2 separate regions of the Sus scrofa genome follow, and region 1 is linked to region 2. A link is a contact called in public HiChIP or PLAC-seq data. All regions are on one chromosome and are shown on one strand. The core of a region is the stretch at or near the end of the contact, and the rest is flanking DNA. Distances in the headings are between cores, read along the strand shown. Region 1 holds the start of ARHGAP11A (rho GTPase-activating protein 11A). Region 2 holds the start of AQR (intron-binding protein aquarius).

Region 1 (5,675 bases), core at 1,934-4,433, 360 kb after region 2:
CTCATGGCAATGCAGGATCCTAAACCCACTGAGCAAGACCAGGGATTGAACCTGCATCCTCATGGATACTAGTTGGGTTCACTAACCGCTGAGCCACAACAGGAACTCCGATTTTTGTTATATTTTTTATTTACCTTTCAGTTGTTTATTTTTTTAAATATAATCAAACTTGCATTTGCATATATATTTCTACCCCTCCTTTCACACATACTAAAGTCTTCTGTGCCTTGCTCTTTCCACTCTACTTCACAGCTATGTATCTTTCATATTCCTTAACAGATTCATCCTTACACTTCATCATATGCATTCACTATATGCACACACCATTAAGAAAATACTCCATCTCATTCATAAAAGATAAACGCAAAACTATACAGAGATACCATTTCCCACCTATCAAATTAGCAAATATCTAGGAGTTTGACAGTTCATTCTATGGGAGGGGCTGTGGGGAAATAGGAACACTCATACAATTTTACTATGAATACAGAATCATACAACTCCTATAAAGGTGAACTTGGTGATAATAAGCAAAATAATATTTTCTTTTACTCTTTAACCTAGCAATCCCATTTGTCCCAATCTCTGCTAAATATCTATTAGCAAAAGTCTATTATATGTGCACAAAGACCTTTTTGTAATAGCAAAAGTCTGGAGATAGCCCATGTATCCGTCAATAGGGGTCTGGTTGAATAAACTACAGGTACATCCACAATGAGCAAAAAGATGTATGTCCAGTTCATTTAAAACAGAGTATGTTGTCTGTACATTTCCAATGCGATATAATATGAAGGAGGAAAATAAGCCACACAAATATAAATTTCATTCAGCCATCTTATGTTAGCAATATTGTCATTCTGTTTTATATATATATGTATATATGTATACATATTTATATGTGTATATAATTATATATGGATAAAGCAAATAAGTAACTATGATAGTATTATTAAAAACTAATATTGTCATCTTAAGAGAAAGGAGATAAAACACAAAATCAAAGAGCTCAGCTTTAAAAAAACATTAAGAAGAATTCCCTTGGGGCTCAGCAGGTTAGGGATCTGGTGTTGTCACTGCTGTGGTGTGAGTTTGATGCCTGGTCTAGGAACTTCTGCAAGCCACAAGCACAGCCAAAAATTTTTTTTTGATTAAAAAAATTAAAAAGCATTAAGACAGAAGAATTAATATTCAGGAGACAAAGTGGGTCCTAAAACCCATAATAATGTGAAGTTTGGGGAAAGTAGGAGGGTAAAGACAATACAAGTAATTTAATTAATTAATTTATTTATTTATTTAGCTCTTCAGGGCCGCACTCACAGCATATGGAAGTTCCCAGGCTAGGGGTCTAATTAGAGCTACAGCTGCTGGCCTACACCACAGCCAGAGCAACATGGGACCCAAGCCATGTCTGTGACCTACACCACAGCTCACAGCAATGACGGATCCTTAACCCACTGTGTGAGGCCAGGGATTGAACACTCATCCTCATGGATGCTAGTTGAGTTTGTTAACCACCGAGCCATGAAGGGAACTTCAAGACAACATAAGTAATTTCTTATAGTTATGTCTGAAGCAGGAAGAGAGGAGACATAGGTTCAATATAGCCTCTGATGCACTGGTTCCTGCTAAAATTGTTTTTTTCTGCAGTGCCTTTGTCTCTTGAATGCTGGTCCCACTCCACCATCCCACCTTTACTTTTTACTAGTTAATTTCTCCTGATTCTTCAGATAAGTTAATTGATATAATGCCCCTCCCTGATCAAGGCTCTTCCATCATACTCTTATCATAGAATAATATTCTTTTCCTTAGTGCACTTCTTGCTGTTAATAATTATGCCCCCATTAATATAACTCCTTGGTTAATATTTGGCTTTTGCTCATTATCCTCTACCATACTACATAGGAGGGGCACAATAAACAATTGTTAAAATAAAGCAAAATGCTTAACTTCCATTTTGTTCTCACTTCTTCAGGAGAATCTTTAGACTGCGGAGGGTAGAACACCTAAGGACCTGAGCTCCAAAAGGAGCAAAATGATCTAAGGAAACTGTTCCCCACTTAAATCCCTTCATTCAGCAAATATCAGTTGGCCTCTGGCACACAAACAGAGAAGGCAGACAAAGTTCTGTTGCTACTTTGTTTTATTTTTAAATTATTTTTTTAGTTGAAGTACAGTTGATTTACAGTGTCATCATTTAGTTTCAGGTGTATAGCACAGTGATTCAGTTGATACATAGAGAGAGAGACAGAGAGCTATATATGGTTATATATGTGTATATATGTATTCTTTTTCTGATTCTTATCCCTCATAGGTTATTACAAAATAATGAGTGTAGTTCTCCGAGGTATACAATGTTGCTATTCCTACCAAGCTTGCATGGGGGTGAGGCAGGGTGATAGTAAATGTATGCTATATTGTCTGCAGTATTTGAGTGCCCAGCCTTAAATGAACTACATCCCAGAAAACAAAACACCCTGATGGGATTGCTGGTGTTTGAGAGTGGAAAAGGCCCGGGGACTACGGCTGGGTTGGTGAAGTCTTATCTAGCAACAAGTTAACAAGACAAACCAGGCTCTGCAGTGTGTGGCCCCAGAGCCGCACTTCTCCTGGGTCAGCCAAGTGCAAATCCCAAAGAAAGAAGCTTGCGCAGCTGCCGCCTTCCGCGGAGTTCGGACTTCTCCCGCATTCTACTTTCTCACGACATGTCTTTTCTGTTGTATTTAACTACCTAAGTGCTAACTTTTGGCCGTCACCATCAGTCTCCCAAGTATGGGACCAGTTCCTATAGCCGAAGTCCCCACCAAACGCCCTGTTTTAGAGTTACTAAAATAGCGTTTGTGCATCCTGACCCAAATTGTCTCCGCTCCGGTTCCGTAGAACCGGTTTCTTCGTAAAAGGGCCTCGGGCCTCGGCCAAGTTCTGAAAAAAATGAGAATAAGGTGTCTATTACATTTCCCAAATATATTGTCTCAAAGTGCCAGGTGTTTTAAAATACACAACAAACAGTATTTTCCTCCAAAAATATGGCTAAGAAGGAGTAAGTGGAACTTACGTTTCTCTTTGTGTTTCTTAGTTTTGCCCGCCACCCCCTTTGTGGTCTCCTCTTCTCCCTCACCTCGTTAGACAGGCATCTTCTGGCCACCCTCCGGGGTCCTGATTTTGAAAAGAGGAGCGGACCAATCAGAGTGCGGAGCGCTGTTTGGCGCTGCCTTTCGAGCCTGGCTTGGAACTGAGGGAGTACGGGCCCGCAGAGGCTGCGGGTATCTAAAGAGGCGGTGGGAGCGGAGGCATGAGAAGAGACGCTTGACTTCAGTGAGGGCGCAATGATGTGCTGGTCGCGGGTCGCAGGAAGGCTGATGGAGGGAAGGAGCAGCCTGTGAAACGGGGTGACGGCGGCGACCAGCCCGGGCGGGGACCGGGACTGGAGGAGGCCCCCAAGCCGGCTGGTCCGGCGGCTGGGCTAGGGTTGGGGGGAGCGGGGCCAAAGGGACGGACGCCCAGCCGAGCCTGCTGGGGTAGAAGGGGCAAGAAGGGTCGTTTTTACAGCTCAGAGATAGAAAAGGGCAAAGGAAGGCTTGGAGGAAAGTAGCCGGAAGTAGTGAGAAGCTGGTAACAGGCGTGGTACTAGGAGCCGAAAGGATTAGGGAGAAAGGAGCGAGGTCTCTGTAAGTAGCTGAAAGGGTCGAGTGACAAGAAAGAAGGCCGGTGTAAGTGAGGGAAAGGTGAGGTGTGGCTAGGTCAAAGGGCTGGGAGAAGACCGTCGGTGGAAGTGTGTAAAGGATCAAGGAAGAAGCCGTGGAAGTGGCTGGGGTCCGGGACCGGAAGAGTGCCAGACGTGGCCGGGAGGCAGCGGAGCTGAGAGCAAAACTGAGAGGGTTTGGAAATTGGAAGACTTGGTGGCGAGCGAGGGTCAGGCCTGACATCCCGCCTCGGAGAGTGGGCGACGTGTTCGGGATGTGGGATCAGAAGCTGGTGCGGTTGGCGGTGGTACAGCAGCTTCGGGCTGTCTATGGTATTAAAGTCAAGGGTGGCCGTGGACAGTGCGATCGGAGGAGGCAGGAAGCAGCATCCACGGAAAAAGTGGTAAGTAAGCCATGGAAATGATAGTACATGGGGAAAGAGGTTTAGGTTTTTTAAAAAAGGCACATTATGTACCATCATTTATTACTAGGTCATACCAGTTCATGCTTCATGGATCTAAAAAAGAATGTGTTTAAATGTGTCAACCTCATCAACTTTAACATTTTGAAGTAGGTAATTCATTGAGGGGTGTTGGGATTAGCTGTCCTGTATCCTAGGATGTTTTGCAGCATCTTTGGCTTCTACCTACTAGATACCAGTAGCATGTCCCAGTTGTGACAATTTAAAATGTCTACAAATATTGCCAATTTATTGTTTTTTGAACAAGTTATACATTTGAAGGGAGAAAAACACTACCCCCATCATCACTGTTTTAGAATAAGATTTGGAGACAAGGGGTGCCAGTACATTTTCTAAATGAATTAATAGATGAGGGGCTGTGACTGCATTGAAATAGGCTTCAGATAATAACTTTATATTCACCAATTTGGAAAAAAAAACATGCCTGCTTCTTGGCTGTATCATAAAGCTTTTTTTTTTTTTTTTTTTTTTTTTTATAATGAGTAAATTGAGAAACCATACTGGAATGATTCAAAAGCTGTTGATTTTGGGGTGGTCAAGGTAAGGGGATTTTGAATGAGATTTTAAAAATATGTGAAAAATATGTTGAATATAAATCTTTTATTTCAGATTTATTTGTCTAATTATATGGTGCTTTCTTTCCTTTTTCTTTTTGTCATTTTAGGGCTGCATCCACTGTATATGGAGGTTCCCAGTCTAGGGGTCGAATCAGAGCTGTAGCAGCTGGCTTACACCACACCCACAGCAACGCCAGATCTGAGCTGTGTCTGACCTACACCACAGCTCACAACAATGCCATATCCTTAACCCACTGAGGGAGGCCAGGGATCAAACCTGAGTCCTCATGGATACTAGTCAGATTTGTTTCCACTGAGCCATGACGGGAACTCCATGTGTTGTGCTTTCTAAATACTTAGTGATTACAACTAAAATTAATTTGCATTTCTAGTCTTAATAGTCTATAGTTTCTGAAAGAAAATAAGTTATTGGAACAGAAAATTTATCAAAAAGCTTAAATACCTCTTAATAGCTTATACATTCTGGAGAAGTTGTTTTTGTGGTTTGCAACTTAATGGCAACATATTTGTTTATATTTGTTTTTTTAAAAACTAAGTGATTTCTTCTGATTGTAAAACTGGCTTTCCATGATCTCAAGTATAATAGGTTTTATAAGTACATGAAATAATTTGTATTGAGATTTTCTTAACACTCAAAGAAAGCTGACACTTGGCCTTTGAAGTCAGATCTGAGTTTGAATTCTGCTGTCTCTTTTCAAAGTGTGGTCTTGTTTAAGCAGCTTAGGCTGCTTGTCCTAAGCTTCAGTTTCCTGTTCTATAAAATGGGAATTATGGTGACTTTTCTTGGGTTGTTTAGGGGATTTAAAGAATGGTAAGATCTACAGGTAGGACTAGTACAATGCCTGTCACATGTCACTTATTCAACTAAGATAGTTGTTATGATAATCAGTGGTCTACATCCTAATTCAGAAACCCTAATAAAAATATTCTTTTTTG
Region 2 (5,657 bases), core at 118-2,617:
GGAAAATCTTATTTTAACCTCTTGTTTTATAGACCATATAACCCAGATATTCCACTCCTAGGTTTTTACTTAAGAGAAAGAGAGCAAGTTCCTACTAGGGCTCAGTGGGTAAAGAACCCAACATAGTGTCTGTGAGGATGGAGGTTCTATCCCTGGCCTCGCTCAGTGGGTTAAGGATCCATCATTGCCACAAGCTGCAGCATAGGTCACAGATGTGGCTCAGATCTCGTGTTGCTGTGGCCGTGGCATAGACTGGCAGCTGCAGCTCTGATTCGGAACTTCCATACGCCACAGGTGCAGCTGTAAAAAGAAAAAAAGGGGGATTACATATCTGCATTAAGACACATATACATGAAAGCTCATAGCAGCATTATTTATAATAGTCAAAAACTGAAACAATTCAAATGTTCATCTATAGATGAGTAGATGAACAAACTTGGGTATGGCCATAAGATGGAATACTACTCAGCAAAAAAGGAATGAACTACAAGTACGTGCATCAACATGAATGGATCTCAAAATCATTATGTTGAGTGCAAAATGAAAGAAAAAGTGTTCATACTGTATGTATTATTTCATTTTTATAAAATTCTGTAAAAGTATACTAGGCTGTACATATATAGCGAAAGAAAACAGATCAATGATTGCATGAGAATGAGGGTAGAAGTGGGATAGGGATGGATTGCAAAAGGGAACAAGGAAACTTTTAGTGGCATTGAATATACTTATGACTTTGGTGATGTTTTCACAGGTGTATGACTATGAAAAAAATCAAATTTTACAATAGAAATATGTGCAGTTCATTGTATGTCAATCTGTGTCTCCATGATTCTGCTAAAAACAGTTAAAACCAAACCTCAAATTCCCTGTTTGTTTTTCTTCACTACTGCTTTTTTTAATGTATTTTAAATTTTTTAAAAATTTTTTATTATTTTTTTTTTTTGCTTTTTAGGGTCGCTCCCGCAGCATATGGAGGTTCCCAGGCTAGGGGTCTAATCAAAGCTACAGCTGCTGGCCTACACCACAGTCACAGCAACGTAGGATCCAAGACCCGTGGGCGACCCACACCACGGCCCAAGGCAACACAGAATCCCTAAGCCCTACTGAGCAAGGCCAGGGATTGAACCTGCAACCTCATGGTTCCTAGTCATATTCGTTTCTGCCGCACCGCGACTGGAACTTCTGCTGCTTTTTAAAATTTATTTTATTTTATTTTTTAGACTGGAAAGGAACTTCACGTCTCCGCTTTGCCGCCAACCCTACCATCTGGTCGCTGAGACATCAATTCTGTCTCGCAGGGTGTTTTCTCTCAGCTTCCCGTTAGAGGGCAGAAGCGGAGGAGGTCAAAGCCCTTACCTCTCTAGCTCAGAGCCAACGCCTGCACGCATTTCCGGCCCTGTGCTGTTCCGCTTCCCGAAGTCTGTACGACCTGCTGTGTGCATTCTTTGTGGAACTGTAAGGTTTGAGGATAGTCTGGTCTGCGGGTTGTTACATCTCAGAGTTAGCAGCCACAGCCGCCTTTTAGGGGAAGTGCGTCGGGTTCACCGCTGCTCGGGGCGGTCTTTTTTTTACCCCACTGGAGCGGAGGGACAGTGCTGCCATGACGGCCCCTGCCCAGCCCAAGAAAATCGTGGCCCCCACGGTTTCCCAGATAAACGCGGAGTTCGTGACGCAGGTGAGCCCTGGTGGATCTGGTGGGGGATGAGGATGTTGAGGCTTCAAGACCAGGGGGATGAGATTTTCCTTGGGAACGGGAGCATCCAGGAGGCATTCGTTCAAGTCATTCACTCAAGTCTTTTTATTAAAGACTGTCAACTGTGCCCCGGCCACTGTGCTGGGTGGTAGGGACACCTTGGTGGAAGAGGCTTTACCCTGAGGAGTTCACGTACCAAGGAGAACAGACACATAAAAAGAAAGCTATTTTAAGAGCTTTGCTGTATTAGTTTGTCACAGGAGCGATGGGTTCACAGAAGGAACACCCCTTCTACCCCGGTCTACCTGAGGCTGGCAAGATTTCGTAGCGGAAGTCATGTTGAACTAGGGTTGAGGGAGGGAAAGGCTTATTCTTAGCTTTAGGGTAACTTAGGTCTTTGAGCAGAGTGACAAGAATCTGACAGAACATTTTCTCCAAATAAATGCATCTGCGAAGAAAGCAATCCTGTTGTCGGAGAGGATTCCTTTAGCACCCGTTAACTGTGTTGGATTGTGAACCTTGGTTGAATACGGAAACCCGACCCTGTAGCTCTCAGCAACGTTCCTGATCCTTGTTTTTTTGTTGCTTTGGATGTTGGATAAGAGTGCAGAACTTGTTATTCACCTGTGTTTTCTCTCAGCAGATTTGGCAAGGCAGAAGCCTAGGAGTCATTTTGAGTCCTTCTTTTTCTAACTTCCACATTTCTGCATTCTAAGTAGCTCTTAAATCTGCCTGCTTCTCTGTGCCCTAAGCCAGGTTGCCCTTGTTTTCTTCCTGGACCTAGACATCCTAACCTGTGTTCTTGTCTTTCCTTTTTGCTCTCCTCAAACTCATTCTTCACATTGTTGTCAGAGGGATTTTACATAAGCGCAAATCTGATCATGTCACTTATCTTTTAAAAGTCTTCTAATAGTTCTAATTGCCGTTAGGATAATGACCAGAATCCTTCAAAGTGTCTTGTGATCTGGTCTGTGCTTATATCGAGTTTCCTCTTTTTTCTCTACTTTTCTAACTGTGCTTTAGCCATACTGAACTGAAGTATTTGTGCCTTGCTGTCTTTCATCTCCCGGCCCTTCAGCATTGTTCCCACTACTTAGAATACTCATCCCCCCCCCCACCTGTCTTTATAAACTCCAATTCCTTGTCATCCGTCTATATTAATTTAAAGAGGTTTTTCCAGACAACTTAAACTGGATTAGAATTTCCTTTTCCCATACACTTAAATTTGTTGATAAAAGTCATGTGTTAGTTTCCCCTCCCCTCAGGGAGCTTGCGTTTTTAGAGGGGTTAGTCAGGCAATGACCAGTATAGTTTCAGACAGTGATTATTGTTGTCAGGAAAATGAAACAAGGCGTTGTGGTAGACTAGGTGAGGTGTATGAAAAGCAGTCAGGAAAGCCCTCTCTAAGGTGATATTTAAGCTAAGACCTGAATGCAAAAAAGGAGACAGTTTGGGGAAGAGCGGAGAAACAGTCCAGGGATTAGCAGGTGCACATAGCTTACAGTGTAAATGTACAGAAGCCAGGATAGTGACCTTAAGAAGTGAGAGGTGGTGGAATCAAAGGAGATGAGGATAAAGTATGTGGGGCGCCTACCATTTCCCTGCCCCTCCTCCTTCCCTTCCTTCATTATTTCTGAACACCTGGCACACCTGACCAGAGAAAGTGCTTTTTAATTATTATTGAATGAATGAGATTAAAATTTACTTTTAAGACGATCAGATATCTGAACTTTGTGGTCTCACTTTTTTTATGATGATTAACATTTTTTACCAATCATGTGTTCATTTAAGTGTGTACATTGGTTTTTTTTTAGATGTAATGTTATTGCACACTTAATAGACTGCAGTATAATGTATATATATATGTTATGTGCACTGGGAAACCAAAAAATTCATGTGGCTTGCTTTATTGAGATAGTTACTTTATTGTGGTGGTCTGGTACCAAACCTGCAATGTCTATGTATTTAAAATTCACAGTTTTCAGGTTAAAACCTGATGCTGAAATATGACAAACTATTTTATTCTCTGTAATAATCCACTGGGAAACTACTTTTTTTTTTTAGGATTTATTTAGGTGTGCCTGAATGTGTAGTAATCGCTTAAATATCTTTTGTTTCACAAATCAACATTCCTGAAGATTTTGAATCTGATTTTTAGCACTGGCTTACCTGTTAACTAATGGTAGTCTTGAATAGCTCACTTAATCTTTCTGGATTTAGGTTTCCTTATCTCTGCTGAAAATATTTGACTGTAAATGTTAACTTCACTCTATTGTTTCCCTAGGGATAGTTAGAAAAGTGTGTTTTGTTTTTTTAAAATAGCAGTGGCAAGGTGCCATGCAGGGCATTACTGGCATTCAGGTGGTCAGGGACAAGGATGCTCACTAGTCTGCAAGCCTGTATAGTCCCCTTAATTGAATGAATTACTCTTATCTCCCCACCCCCCTACCAGTAGTGCCTTGTTAAGAAACAACTTGTCACTGAATGATCTTAGTCTTTTAGCTCTGCAATGGTACGAATGTGTGACTTACTATTGATACTATTTACTTTTGCAGTTAGCTTGTAAATACTGGGCTCCGCATATCAAGAAAAAATCACCTTTTGATATAAAGGTAAGTATCTTTGGTTTGCAGAATACTTTTTGAATAGGTATGCTCTTGTTATCTCTTTTTCAAGAGCTAATTTAACAAAAGTTTTCAGTATTTTTTCAAATTCAAAATCGTTTTCTAATTATCAAAATAATTACTCATAATAGAAAATTTGAGAACTCCAGAAGCTGAATAGGAGAAAATAAAAATCCCTAGCCAGAGAAAACCTTTATTATCATTTGCTCTATTTCCTTTAAGTGTTTTAAAAAATGTGTGTGGATTTTCCTGTTTCTTAGATTGTTTATTAGATTCTTAGATTGTTTTTGATTTATCATTATTATGGATGACCATGTAATTACTATCTTTGTAAATATAGAGAAAATTTCCTACAGTTTTTTGACAGTTCATTTAGGATAGAATCTGTTATTTTCTCTTCTATTTTTAGGTTGATGAACTGAGATAAAAATCCATAATAATGGTGGAAGAGGCAGAAGTTGTTGAGTGTAGAGGATTAGATGATTAAGGACCAGTCATATTCAGTTAGGGAATGGGCTTATGATTCAGGTGACACAGTTTAGAATAAATGAAAGGAAAATTCTTAAATGTTGGATTAATTCTCATTAAAATAGATTCTTAAAAAGAGGTCTTTAAAGGAATAGAGCTGACATATTGCATGCCATTTAACAAGTATTGAAGACTCATTTTCAACCCTGCCATTATAAATTGAATTGTGATACTTTAGGCACTCTTAGTAAACCTGAACTTAATCCCAAATTTCTTAAATTATTTGAGCTTAAATGTTTTATTTAAAGTATATTTTTGTTTTGCTGAAAGTTCCATTTTGTTTATCGGTAGGTTATTCACAGACTTGGTATACATTAGTTATTCCTAATTATTAACAGGATTGCTTTATCTTACTATATGCTGTTTGTATATATTTATGCTTGTGTATGTTGAGTCTGGGGGTTCCTTGGGTCATTTTTCATTAATAGCAAAAATACCATGATGACACTACTATATTGAGTCGAACCTAATTAATTAGAGTAATGGGTCTTTTAAGAGATAAAATTTATATCCACATCATTCTGGTTAACACTAGCAATAATTCCACACGAAGTTTAGAAAAATTTTATTTTAGGTTGGTATTTAAAGATGGTTATGCCCTTCATTTTATTATTTAATTTGGATTTTGATAAAAATAAATACAATAACAATTTTACTTAATTCTCAGCAAGACTTGCTTGCCTCATTGTCTTCCTCCCTTTTCCACCCACGAATATTTATTTGACAAATATATTTTTAATGTTAAAAAAGATTATAGTTGCCTTAAAATAAAATTATATTATACCAGCAAGAAATGTTTGTCAAATGAAAAA

The links. HiChIP or PLAC-seq counts read pairs in DNA pulled down with a chosen protein or histone mark.
Region 1: a contact with region 2 is called in an H3K27ac HiChIP or PLAC-seq map of skeletal muscle, with 4 times the contacts expected there. The contact joins the promoter of ARHGAP11A here to the promoter of AQR in region 2. A contact is called at or near these places in 1 of 5 promoter capture datasets (fetal skeletal muscle) and 1 of 2 datasets of contacts at active chromatin or transcription factors (skeletal muscle).

The regions. Positions count from the first base shown.
Region 1 is chr1:136,494,253-136,499,927 of Sscrofa11.1, forward strand. ARHGAP11A (rho GTPase-activating protein 11A) reads left to right here and starts at 3,184. Exons shown (of 12, transcript XM_021098302.1): 1 at 3,184-4,083. The coding sequence starts at 3,955. LOC110256993 (a long non-coding RNA gene) reads right to left here and starts at 3,124. Exons shown (of 2, transcript XR_002339106.1): 1 at 3,053-3,124; 2 at 2,123-2,919.
Region 2 is chr1:136,134,487-136,140,143 of Sscrofa11.1, forward strand. AQR (intron-binding protein aquarius) reads left to right here and starts at 1,368. Exons shown (of 35, transcript XM_021098271.1): 1 at 1,368-1,675; 2 at 4,249-4,305. The coding sequence starts at 1,601.